2 separate regions of the Mus musculus genome follow, and region 2 is linked to region 1. The links are chromatin contacts, called in public promoter capture Hi-C maps. All regions are on one chromosome and are shown on one strand. The core of a region is the stretch at or near the end of the contact, and the rest is flanking DNA. Distances in the headings are between cores, read along the strand shown. Region 1 holds the start of Utp20 (UTP20 small subunit processome component). Region 2 holds the start of Mettl25 (methyltransferase like 25).

The links. Promoter capture Hi-C pulls out the DNA fragments that hold promoters and counts their contacts.
Region 2: a promoter capture Hi-C map of pre-B cells shows a contact between it and region 1. The contact joins the promoter of Mettl25 here to the promoter of Utp20 in region 1. A contact is called at or near these places in 1 of 39 promoter capture datasets (pre-B cells) and 1 of 484 Hi-C or Micro-C datasets (CD4 T cells).

Annotation. Positions count from the first base shown.
Region 1 is chr10:88,822,692-88,829,071 of GRCm38.p6, reverse strand. Utp20 (UTP20 small subunit processome component) reads left to right here and starts at 2,258. Exons shown (of 62, transcript NM_175158.3): 1 at 2,258-2,466; 2 at 3,574-3,654. The coding sequence starts at 2,422.
Region 2 is chr10:105,838,195-105,845,306 of GRCm38.p6, reverse strand. Mettl25 (methyltransferase like 25) reads left to right here and starts at 3,927. Exons shown (of 12, transcript NM_207522.2): 1 at 3,927-4,231. The coding sequence starts at 3,988. Ccdc59 (coiled-coil domain containing 59) reads right to left here and starts at 3,828. Exons shown (of 4, transcript NM_025602.3): 1 at 3,652-3,828; 2 at 2,459-2,765. The coding sequence starts at 3,805.

The sequences.
Region 1 (6,380 bases), core at 1,009-3,508:
AGGCAAACTAGGTGAAAACCACACAGGTGTATTGTATTATTCCATATTCTTAATGAACTCAAGCTAAACAGTAAAATGATGACTGCTCAGCCTTGTTTCTTCCACACAGATAAGTAGTTTAAGGACAAAGATTTAATTATATCTCCCAATCACATTAAGTGGATAATAAGACCAAGAGGCTATAGACATCACAGGAAGGGCTTGCAACAATCTAAGGAGTAAATGGATCTCTGGATTTGATCTCAAAGACTCTTGAGCTGTGCCCACAATGGCCTGAATCACAAAACTTTTTCCCAAATCCTCTGGTAGCATAGTGCATAGACTAAGAGTACAAATCCTGACATTGCCTGCAACTGTTGGGTACTCTGACTTCCTTATGGGGTTAGCTAGTCTCTGCCAAGTTACCCAGTCTGTCTCTTAGCTTCCTCATTGGTAAATGAAGATAATAGAACTACCTGGTAGGAAGAGTAAATGAGTCATCATATGGGAAACACTTGCAACAGTGCTTGGGGCAGCATGAGAGCTATACAGTGCCAACCATTTATCACTTGGGAAGATGAGTATTGTGCCAGGGCCTTTGAAGCCTGAGTAAGAAGCTCTGGCATTGGCAAGCAAAAGCACATGACCTTGGCAAAATTGCTTAATTTCTCTGGGACTATTTCATTTCTTTCTGTATGATAGGAAGGCAATTATATCTTTCTGCTTACCTCACAGGGCTGTCATAAACACCAGAGAGGTAATGGATGCGGGATTATTTCAGACATTCAAAGTCTATTATGAATAAGGAACCTTACTAGTGTTATTTCCGTTTGGATTGTTTGACTTGTATATAATTGGGGCAGTTTTACACCTTACTCTTTAACACAGAGAATCATGAGGAAGGGAGCTGGGTGGTGATTGGTGGTGCACACTTCTGATCCCAGCACTGAGTAGCAGAGACAGGGGGCTCTTTGAGTTTGAAACCCACTTGGGCTACAGTGAAAGGATGGCCAAGGCTATACAAAAAAACTTTGTCTCAAAACAAAACAAAACAAAACTCATGGGGACAGAAAATATAAAATGATGATGGATTGGCCAACCAAACCCAGTTCAAAAGTCATGGGAACTGTTTCATGATTTGAAGAAATACCCAGAACTCCCATGGATTAAAATGGATTACAATGGGAAAGGTAATAAATGGAGGCAAAGATATCTTGATTCACTGTATTCTACCCATGATGGGCTCTGACTACTCACAAGCCAGGCTAGGATGAAATCTTATCTCAAGGACTTTGCACTTGGACCTTCCTCCATCAATTTTTGTGCAAATAACTCCATGGCTCATCGACTGTACACACACACTCTCTCTATATATATGATTAAGAGCTGTAGGATCTAGCTTAGTGGTAGAGCTGCTTCCTGGCATTCGTGAAGAGCCAGATTTTATTTTCTAGTACTAAACTAAAACCTGGACCTCGGAGTCTGCGTGTGAATGAAGATCGTCACTTACAAGATGCCCAACTTTGGTTTCCTTGCATGCCAAGGGGGCTTAAAAAAAACAAACAAACATACACTTCACGTTTTGAGTTTATAACCAGCATTACTGTATTATGGGTGGAAACAGCTTTTGATGGTGCACGGTATGTATCGAGCAGCAGTTAATGCTAGGTTGTGACGGTTATGCTTTCTTTCTATAATAAAACCCTTTTATCCTTTTTATTAAAAATTTTCATACAATATATTTTGATCGTGTTTTTCCCTTTCCCAACTCCTCTCAGATTCTCCCAACCCATTCAACTGTACATTCTTCTCTCTTAAAAAAGAAAGAAAGAAAGAAAGAAAGAAAGAAAGAAAGAAAGAAAGAAAGGAAGGAAGGAAGGACGCTGGGCAGTGGTGGCATAAGCCTTTAATCCCAGCACTTGGGAGGTAGAGGTAGGCGGATTTCTGAGTTCGAGGCCGGCCTGGTCTACACAGTGAGTTCCAGGACAGCCAGGATTAGAGAAACCCTGTCTTGAAAAAACAAAACACCAAACCAAACCAAACCCCACCATCACCACCAATCTACAAAAACGAAAATCAAGACCAACAGGCAAATGACAAATATGACAAACAATGTCCAAAACAAAACAAAACGTCCACAAAAATACCACTGAGTTTGTTTTGTGTTGGCCAACTTCTCATGTAGCAAAAACTGTACATCCGCAAACTGCACGACTGACAATCAGGAAGAGCACGCATGCTCGGCCCGCCTCTTCCGCCCACATGACCCACACATCCTGGCTTTCCAACATGGCGGCGCCCAGCGGCACTAACTACACGTGAGGAAAAGCAGGCACCGGAGCATTGGAGAGTACCGCGTGGGAGTAACTTTCTCCTCCGCAGTGCCCGCGGATCCCTTCCTGTCGTCCTGAGACCCTCGCGGGCCGCTGTCCCGCCGCAGCCATGAAGCCAAAGCCACTTTCGCACAAGACCGAGAACACATACCGGGTGAGCGCGGGAGTTTGGGCCCGGAGCCGCGGTTCGCCCTGCCTCTGCCTGACCAGCTGATCGCCTTAACCCCAGGGCCTGCAAGTCCGGGCAGAGCCGGAATCGCTTGCCCGGGGCTCTGGCGAAAATGGGAGACTATGCCAGTATAAAAAAAAAAAAAAAACATTAGTTCGCAGGGGAGTGAGGAAACTTGAATTCCAGAGTCCGCCTTTTAGCGGTGAGATCTGGCCTGTCTGGGCAACTCCCTTCACTCCAGGCTCAAATTGATTGGCCCAGGGGATCGTCTGCAACCGAGTCCCCCTTCTAACTTTAAAGACTGAACAGAGGAGGGTAGAGCGAGCTGGCAAGTGGCGAATGACTTCTGCTGGCTACTGTTGTACTTTATAATGCCTTTCCAAGCCCTTTTGTAACTGAGTCTGTCTGTTTTTAAAAAATATACCTGTTCCCACAACTTAGCGAGATCCCTGTGCTTTCGGTGTGGTGTGAAAGCGTTCGTCCAGGTTCCAGTCTGTGTGGAAATTGTATTTGATAAAACATAATGTAGGAGGTAGATCGGTTGGTGGAGTGTTTGAATAACATTCAGGGAGCCCTAGGTTGGATCCCCATTAAAAACAACAACAGTTACAACAAAAACAGGTGTGATGGCTAAATGCCTGTTACCCCAGACCTGGGGATGTAGAAGCAAGAGGGTCTGAACTTAAATTTTAAGGTCATCGTTGGCTACATAGCCTGTTCCAAGGGTACTTAAGTTAAAAGAAAAAAGAAATACAGATGAAGTAAGTTATGCAAAAAGTACAAGTATTTATTATCTTCAAGTAGTAACTGCTTTTGTTTAGAGTTCTTACATTTACCTTTTGTGTTTCATAAGTAATAGCTGCTCTTATTTTAAAAAGTTACATATTTTATGACCAATAGAAACCACGGGTCTGAAATGATACGCTAAGGGTACTGTTGTTTGTGGTGATGGTCCAGAGGTTGCTCACTGAAGCTCTAAAACGTTCTGTGTTCAGAATTTGATGTGATTATGGTGTAGTTTTACTCCAGCAGATATCAAAACCTGATAAGCATTGAATGCTAATATGTCTTAAATATGCTTTTTCTCTGCAGTTTCTTACATTTGCAGAGAGACTGGGGAATGTGAACATTGATATTATTCACCGTATCGACAGAACTGCAAGCTATGACGAGGTAAGAGGGAGTTTTAAATTTCTCTCACCAATGTAAGTAAGCTGTTTTTCAAGCCATTTGTAATGTACATGCAGTGATTTAGACCTGTGTTGTCTAATTAAAAAACCACACACAGCAAATATGTTCATTCACTTTAAACCTAAATCCCTCAATAGCTATATGCAGCTAGCTGGAATCATTCGAGAGGAGTACCATACCAGATGGTGCATGTTCATCCTGGCCTTGTTCAGTCGGATGATGCCGTGTTGAACTTGACTTGGCTTGACTTGATTCTCAATTGGGTTTTGTTACTGGAAACTCTTCTTTTCTCATGTCCATTGCGAGTGGGTCTACAGACCTGTACTTTTTGGCAGCTCCGATTTTAAAGTGATTTTAGTGAAATCACTTTCCTGGTGTTTAGTTCCTTCCTCTCGAAGATACTAAACTGCACTTTTTTCTGGTTCTAACCACATACCTGCCATCTTCTGTGAAGAAGGGTTTTCCTTTTTGCTGCACCAAGCCCTTAGTGCTTCTGCTAGCCTTTCTTAAAAGCCTTAACCCTAACCTCAGTCTTGTTAGCGTTGACACCTTTAACTTGGGGTTTCAACCTCAGCTCTTCATCTGTTACTGAGCAGATTCTGTACCGAGTCTTTGCCAGCATTGTCTTCTACCACGTTAGCATGTTGAATGATAACATCTAGACCAGCATAAAAGGCTTTGAGAACTCAGTGAAAGGAGCCTTCTGAGAGTGTCAGAAAGGATGTCAGAAGATGATTTTTAAGATGGGACCTGAATTGAGTTTTGCTGTAGGTTTTAGCATGGCAAGAGGACAAGAGTGGCTTTTCCAGGCCAAGGGAAAAGTCTGCACAAAATAGCCGAAGCTCGGGAATGTGTGTCCCATTTAAAGCACTACAAAACTGTTCAGTCTTATAGATGTGTCTAGGGTGCACACGAGTGGGGTGCCTGGAACAGCAGAGGAGGGTAGCTGGAGACATAGGAAAGATCTTCAATAGTTTTATGTGCTGAGACATTTGGATTTTATCCTAAAGCCATAGGATTCTGTTCCTGAACTGTAAGCAGGGGAGTAAGTGACATGATCAAGCTTAAGATTTTTAGCCTGTCTGTCTTTAACGTGAAGGAAAGAGCAGGATGTAAACTAGCAGAGAAGATCTGATGTCTGTATGAGAAATGATTAGGATAGTGGTAACCAAATCAGAAGGGACGTTTCGGGGACATTACATTCAAGAGCGGGAACTGACCTACTGAATATGTGGAGAGGAACAGAAGGTAGGTTAAGGTTTTTGGTTACAATAGCCGGATGGTTGAAGAGACCACTCAACAATCTGGGAAGGGATTCCGGGTGAGGATGAAGAAGGAAGATTACAAATTCTGGGCCAGCCAGGACTACAGAGCAAGACTCTGCCATTCACGTGTGCATATACACTCTCTAGAGATAGGATAGGCACTGAGTGCTAATAAGAGAGAGCATGCAGCTCTTCCGAGGAAGATAATTGGTTGCACTTGGAACTTGCTCAGTGTGATGTGTAGTACCTGTGACCCATGCAAATTACAGTGTCCATGGGATATTTGAGAGAAAGGGACAGTTCCAGAAAGCACAGTTAATCTTAACTACTACTAGGCCACCAAGGGAAACACAGAAACACATTTGACTAGCAGAGTGTGGTGGTCACACATTTAATCCCATATTCAGCACCTAGAAAGCAGATCTCTGTGAGTAGGAGGCCAGCCATGCTACATGGTGAGACCCTGTCTCTAAACCTTAGTGAATCTAGAGCACAGGTGAATGCGGAGGCGCAGTTACAGACTTGAGTTCAGCAGGTGGTCTTAGCGTAAGCTACAGGACAGGTCAAAAGCACCAAGCAATAAAATGTTAAAGATGAGAGTGCACAATTTAAAAAAAAAAAAAAAACATACGGGAGTGGGTACTGGCATCTTTTCGTAAGAAATTTCCTTACATAAATTCTTAGGCTGAATCATCCAAAATGGCTTCAGTTACACATCTTACAGTGGGGGCTGTTGGTCTCCATTCTTGTTGTTTTAGTTAGAATTCTATTGCTATGATCAAGACTACAACTAAAAACAAGGGGAGGAACTCTCGGGGCAGGAACCTGGAGACTAGAACTGAAGCCGAGGCCATGGAGGAGTTCTGTGTACTGGCTTGCTCTCCACGGCTTGCTCTGTTTACTTTTGTATGCCACCTAGAACCTTCCAGGGGTGGCATGGTCCCCAGTGGACTGAGCCCTCTCACATGTACATATTTCATGTATGTGGATACACTGTCACTGTCTGCAAACACACCAAAAGGTGGCATCGGATGCCCATTACAAATGGTTCTGAGCCACCATGTGGTTGCTGGGAATTAAACTCAGGACCTCTGGAAGAGCAATCAGTGCTCTTAACTGCTGAGCCATCTCTCCAGCCCATGTTTTTGGCTTTTAATAAGAAAAATTAGATATAAATCAATATATGCATATATAAAGCACTTTTATCACACTGGGATGTGTCTTCAACATCCTTCTACTTAATGACAACAAGATGATTTTAATTTTTATTGCTTTGTTGCTGGGGATTGAACCCAGGGCCTCAAGGACACATGCTAGAGGTGCTGTCTACCACTAGCTATATCCTTAACCCTAATATAATTTGGGGGTAGGGAAGGTTGAGACAGGGTTTCTTTGTGTAGCCCTGGCTGTCCTGGAACTTGCTCTGCAGAACAGGCTGGCCTC
Region 2 (7,112 bases), core at 2,678-5,177, about 17 Mb before region 1:
TGATTTAGCCAAAATTATGCTACTGTGTCAGATCCAGTATCTACAAAAACTTTACTAATACAAATTGAAGAAAGCATGAAAAGAATTACCAATACCACCTACAGCAACAACAAAAGGAAAATGCCCAAATAAGACATTAAAGCTATTGTATAATCACGACTACAGATTAAAGGACGGTAAATAGATTTTGGGGGAGAAATATTTAACAAGTGTAGTCAGAATGGATAGTAAGCTATTAGAGCAGATAGAACGTCCAGTACTGGATACAACAGAAGTTGTATGTGACTGCTGTGGTCACCTTGTGTCTGCCTCCTCCTCTTAGCACGAGTCATCCCTCGCAAACACAGCCTTCGTTTGCTGTGCTCTGCACTGGAAAGGGCAGTCGCTAGTGTCACCTGTTACCTGACTTGGTAGCTTCCCAGTTACAAATAAATGCACGTCTTCCATTACCAGAGTAAATGTCTACATGAGTAAACTAGTCATGACTTCCTACTCACTACTGACTCTCTGACTCACAATTTCTGCTCCACCATTCCAAACTGCCCTTACCAAGACAATCCTGATCCCCCAGCCTCAAATATTCAATGGGCTTTTTGCTTCCATTATGTACTTCTGAAAACGTCAGTGTGAGACAGTGTCATTCTTCACTTCTAATCCTCATGCACATGAGTGTTCCTGTAGGTTTGGGCATAGTGGATGACATGTCTGGAGACTAAGGCACTGCTCACCACCATATCTGAGACAAGGGCTCTCCACAAACCAGGGGGCTAGCCAATGAGCTCCAAGGATTGACCTGTCTCACCTACTATTTCCTGACAGAGGAATCTACCAAAAACAAAATACCACCAACCCTCATTTCTTCTTTTATTCCTACTACATACTTTCTTCTTATTTGCAACACAAATAATGCTCAGTTTTGTTTTTAAATTGAGAATTATATACATCCCTACAAGTATTATTGGTCAAACCTACCCACCTTTTCTTCTTCCTCAATTCCATCCCATCCCTTACTTCTCTGCACTTCCCCCTCCTAGCTTCATGTGCATCTTTTGTACTTTTTAAAAAACGAGTCTGCTTCCTGATGCCAACATGTGCACGTGCATGGGTGTGGAGCCACCTACTGGGGCATGGGCTGTCTGACGTGGCAGACTCGCCCGCCCCAGCCATCAATTGCCAAACTCTCCTAAGCTCCATATGGGACTTTGTAACTCTCTCCCCAGTCCATGATGGGATTTGACCTGGCTTGATTCTGCATATGATTTGTGCGTGCAATCCTTGCCCTAGCTTTGAAAGACAACATTTTGGTTTAAAAAAAAAAAAAAGTTAAGATCTGAAGTAATGCCTTGCTGTGCACGTTAAGGCAGTTTTGCTTGAATTATATGTAGTAACAGTCTTACAAACTACCTCTAATAAAATCAAGGGGTAAGCAGGGTTTTGTTTTAAGGTAAAATAGTGTAAGCTGGTCTGAAACTCACCATCTACCTCAGCTTAGCCTCTCACTATTGGGGCCTCCTGAGTTAAGCCTCCTGTGTGCAGGGATTATCAGGGGTAAGCCAGCAATCATTCAGGAAGAAGTCCATGTGTTAAATATGTTTGTTGTTTTATAGGATGGCATCTTACTATGAACCACAAGCTAGCTTTGAATGACCAGCAATCTTCCTGCTTCAGCCTTCTGAGAAGATTACAGGCATATAAAACCATCCCTTGCTTGGTTTTCATTAACCGCAACCTATTTCCTGGACCCTTTGTAGAAAATGCAAATGAGAATACAGACAACAGCAGTTAGCAGTCATAAAGTTACCAAACACCAGGCATGTTTTAGAATACTTGATATAAATGAACATGATAAAATGTCATGAAATGTAATGCTTTAGGGACATCATTGACTGAGAAGATGATCCAGGATGAGGCTATAAAAGATGGTGTCCACCGTGGCTCTCAAATCATTTTATACTATCCTTTCTATCATAGTGGACACTGGTATACCACTATGGAAAGTCTGGCTTTATAAGCCAAAGTGGCAATGGCTACACATCTGCATTGTTTTTCTAGTATCTGGTTATGTTGCCCATGCTGGCCTGGGACTGGGAATTGTCTGGACTCAGGTTCCTAAATGTTGGGCTTCCAGATCTACAACATCAAACATAGTCCCCCACCCCCAAATTAAGATGCACACATTAATACTGCGCTTAATTACGGTCCAATTATATTACATGTTCTTGAGAGGCTGCAATTCAAAACTCAGATCTCTTAATTCTCATTTCCTATTTTCGACATCTCTGCTCAACTAGCCTCTTTCAGTCATTTAACACTAAGTGGGGAGACTCCATGAAATACCATTACATGACTTGAAAAAAGTGCTAAGAAAAATCCTGATTCTTACAAATTTTTCCCTGTGTCGTCAGTAAAACATTCTTTACATTTAAAGTGAGGAATTTCTGAAGACGGAGGTGCTTACCTTCCTGTGTTCAGCTCTTCTGGCTGTGGCTGGTGACCACCTGGCGGTTCTTCAGAGGAAGTCTGCTCAGTGCTGCCCTCCTCTTCAGGCAAAGGCCGGTCAACCTGTTCTTCTGACAAAGCCAGGCCAGCCTTTCTTTGCTGTTTTCTGAGTCTTTCCTCTTCGGCCAGATAGAGGTGTTTCAGGTGCTCTGGGTAACGATCTGTGAACTGGGACTCCTGTGACGCTGGTGCCTCCTTCACCTTCCACAGCAATTTCTTGTAATTTTGCTGGATCTTCAGTTTTCTCCGAAATGCAAAACCTTGTCCTAACATTGAAGGATTTCAGTTACAATTACTTTAACAGAAAATGAAAACTAAATATTTTTTTCTTTTACTTTATATTCAAATGAGAGAATTACTTGGCTTTGCTTTAAAGATAAGGTTAGGCAACCATTTAATGGTACACTGAAGAGCAAGGTGGCCCTTTACCTAAATATAAGGGTAACAGCGAGTTGTCAGACATCACATTAAAAACTCTAAGTACAGTAAACTAAACTTTACTGCTCACCTTGAATTTAGACTCATATCCACAAATTACATTTTATTTAATCCACATACAATCTCACTTGGGTCTTCAGTAAACACTTAATAAATAAAGTAGAGTAGTCTAGTATTTTTCCCTTGGAGGATCTTACTAATCACTTATTTTCCAAAACACAACACAAAACAAAAGGGGGAGGTACTGTACAACTTTCTGAACACCTGTCGATTATTCTTAGATCGAACAAAAACCACTTAAGCATCTGACATGCAACGAGAGGCCTTCAAAGACAAGACATCGAATCGAATCTAAGGAAGGCAGCAGTATGAGACTGGAGGGCTACTGTGGTGTCTTTTGGTTATCAAAGCTTTGGGGCAGAGTATTTTAATGTAATATTGTATCTATATTACATACTTGCTGTAGTAGAGATGCAAGTATGTCTGGGTGCTTCTTAGCCAAGCGCACCTCTAGACGCCCCGTGTCTTCGCTTAGACCTGAGATCTGCGTTAAATCACTGAAGCTGACCGCACCGTCCGGTTCTCAGTCAAAGGACTGAGAAGCTCTCGGACTTGGCGAGCTTAGGAACGGCTTCCCCGATCTCAAGCCGGATCCCATCCTACTCCCTCGACTTCGGCGGGCCCGAGCGCTCCTCCACGGCTGTCCCTCCTTACCCTTGCGCACGCTCCCCCGGAAGGCTTGCTGGGGGTTCGGCCGCCAAGTCCTGCGCTTCCCATTCTGGTTTCCGAATCTGACCTGAGAGATCCCTTCCCCACGCGCCGCAAACCCTCCGGTCCGCCACTTGGAAGACGGCCGCGAAGGCGCCATCTTTTTCCACGGTGGGAGTTCCTGGAACGCCAGTGGACGCCGACCTAACACGTCACGAGGCGGAAGCAATCAATCGCCCAACCCGGCGCGTGCTCGGAGCTCGACTGCCTCAGCCTGAGCCGCTTCCGGCGGGGAAGAGAGGGGTCGCGCGGCCATGTTGGCGCCACCTGCAGCCCCGGAGGATGAGCGTCATGGCGGCGGCCTGCCCTCTGCCCAGGACCCCGGACCTGCCCACGCTGCACGACAAGTTACAGGGCTTGCTGAGCTTCCTCAGGGGCGCCCTGGCCATTTCCAGCGCGCACACGGTGGACTTCTACACCAAGTCGGTCTGGCAGGAGCTGGTCGACCTGCCCCCTGAGAGCGTGCTGGCGGCGCTGAGGGAGTCGGCGGTGGAGGCCGAGCCGCGCGAGGCAGAGACGGGATCAGGTGACTGGCGGGGCGGGCGGGGCGGGCGGGGCGGGGGCTGTCAGCGCGCCCCCTGGTGGAACTCGGCGGAAGTGGCAGGGACTTGAAGGATGCTGTTACCTAGGAGATGAATTGGAGGGAGCTGAATAGCGAGGATGGATGGAGACGGGCGGGGTCCCCTCTGGGTTCTAATCTGGGTGTTGGTCAAGTTCCACAACTTAAAGTAGTCAACCCGGGGAAGAGGCGTTCCTTCATTTATTGATTCAACAATTTAGTTTTGAAAACATCTAAAGGCTGTGTGATGATCAATACAAAGTAGAAGTGGACTTGGGGGACCAATAAGAGCCAGTTCCTACTCGGCACAAGGTATCGTGGATTAGGATGGTGATAGTGAAAGCTTTGAGTGCTCGCTAGTTAATTTGAAAACACACCTTTAATTCCCAGCACTTGGGAGGCGGAAGCGGAGGCAGGCAGATTTCTGAGTTCGAGGCCTGCCTGGTCTACACAGAGAAACCCAGTCTCGGGGAAAAAAAGAAGAAGAAGAAGAAGAAAACTGTATTTTCAATATCAGTTATGCACCCTGGTGTTTTCTAGGCTCTGGAGTTTGATACCCGCAAGAAACTTAGATTCTACCAACTTAGATTCTATTCTGGAAATAGAGGAACAGGAACAGTAGCAGCTACTGGAATTGCTTGTGCTTTGCTTCCAGGTGTTCCAGATGTTGTCAGCATTAGTGAACTTACTTAATCACTGAAGCAGCCTGTAAATGCAAAGTGCCCCGGGGGCGGAGGTAGGGGCCATGGAGGGGGGGGGGTTATAATGGTAGAACTTAAGACACATTGGTTCTTGGGCAATAGTTCCTGGTTGTTGGAAAGTTAGACACCCTTTCAGTTTGCTCCCATAGTATTCTGCGTTGATAACCTGGTACATAAACTTGTAGAAAGCAGGAACCGTATTTGCCTTAACCAGGATTCCAACGTGTGGGAAACTATTTGGCATACATTAAGTACTCTATAAAATATTTGTTGAAAAAAAGTGACTCTTGTTGGCTTTCAAAAAGAAAAAAAAAACGAAGAAAATACAAGAAAACAAAACTTTTAAGTGCAGAGCAAACCTTTGTTTAACTTTGTCTCTTCCTGATGGGCTATTACCTTATATATACTAATAGCTTGATTCATTGGTGCCTATTGTATGTTCTGCAGTTTGCTTTTGCTAAAAGTTTTTTTTTCCTGTTTCCTCTGTGTGTGTGTGTGTGTGTGTGTGCAAAAGTCTGAGTACCAATTCAGAGACTAGACTCTGGACGTGATAACTTTTTGAGTTTTATGAATTCCCAGCTGTTTTTTGAGCTGACTTATTGGAAGCAGTCCTTCGGATTTTGTCATCTAGTTCTGTGAAGAGACAGCATGGTGCGATGCAGGCAGACATGGCTGGAGAAGGAGCTAAATAAGGGCCTTACATCTTTTCTTTTTTCTTTAAGATTTTTTTTTTCTTTTCCTGATTACACTGTAGCTGTCTTCAGACACACCAGAAGAGGGCTTGGACCCCATTATAGATGCTTGTGAGTCACCATGTGGGGACTGGGAGTTGAACTCAGAACTTGTGGAAGAGCTCTTAACCGCTGAGCCATCTCTCCAGCACTGAGGGCCTACGTCTTGATCCTCAGGCTGCGTGACGAGACTCTGCCGTTAGGCCTCGGGTGAGCTGCTGAGACTCAGAGTCCACCCACGAGTGACACAACCTCCAGCAACCAAGTCCCAACTACTTCAACAGAGTCAAGTCTAGTAATGCCACTCCCTGTAGGCAAGCATTGGAAGACATGATCTGTGACGCCTTTCCTGTTCAATCTACCACAAGCTCTTTCTAAACTTGTGAGGAAATCCAGCAGTGGAAGAGGTTAAGCAAATTCTACATCCCAGGGGAGATCACAGACCTCAGCAATTGTACAAAACGATGCAAATTTAAGCATTCCTTCTAACTGGGATTTTGTTCTCATTTCTCTCATTTACAGCAGTTTAAGAATTAATTTTTTATAGTCTTTCTAGATGAATACAAGAAAATCCTATGTGTTAAGCATTGACCAGAGGATACGTTAGGTGATATGCACATGTATGTGATGTGATGTGTATGAACATGTATGTGATGTATATGCATGTATATGTGATATGTTGTATATGTATATGTATGTGATGTATATGTATGTGATGTGATATATATGTACGTGTACTTGGTGTGATGTATATACATGAGAATGTGATGTATATGTGTATAGATATATGTGTGTGTGTATAATGTGATACATATATGAGATGCAGCTTTTGTTTTCTCAAATCTAGTTGTTTGTGTGTCTCAAATCAGCTGTCAACATTTTAAATCCTTCTTAGCATATAAAGGGCATTTTTATTATTTTGAAAATTTTGTGCATGTATATAGCATGCTTTTATCATATTCACCCATCATTACCTTGCTTTGTTCCCTCCCTCTCCTGCTTAACTCCTTGCTTTCTTCTTCCTAATTAGCCTCCTTCCGACTTTAATGTCTTTGTGTGTGCGCGTGCATGCATTCATGCCTGTGGTGCGTCCCCCTGTGTTTAATTAGAATTGCTTGTATGAGTATGCATGTAGCGTTATTTACTGGAGCATGAGCAACTTGTCAGGCTGTACCCCTGAGGAAAATGTGTCCTCATCTGCCAGCAATCATCAACTGCCATTTTTTTACTCTTACGACATAAAACATGTATGTATCTCAGTTGTTACATTGCTTTCAAGCTATTCTCTCAAATTCTGTACAATAAAATTCTTACTGTTTGCCCCACAGTCAAGCTGTTCTTCACTAAAACACTGTTCTTCCACATGTTGATGTGCTTGTGTGGTCTGTGTACATATGGATATGTATGTTCTTGTGA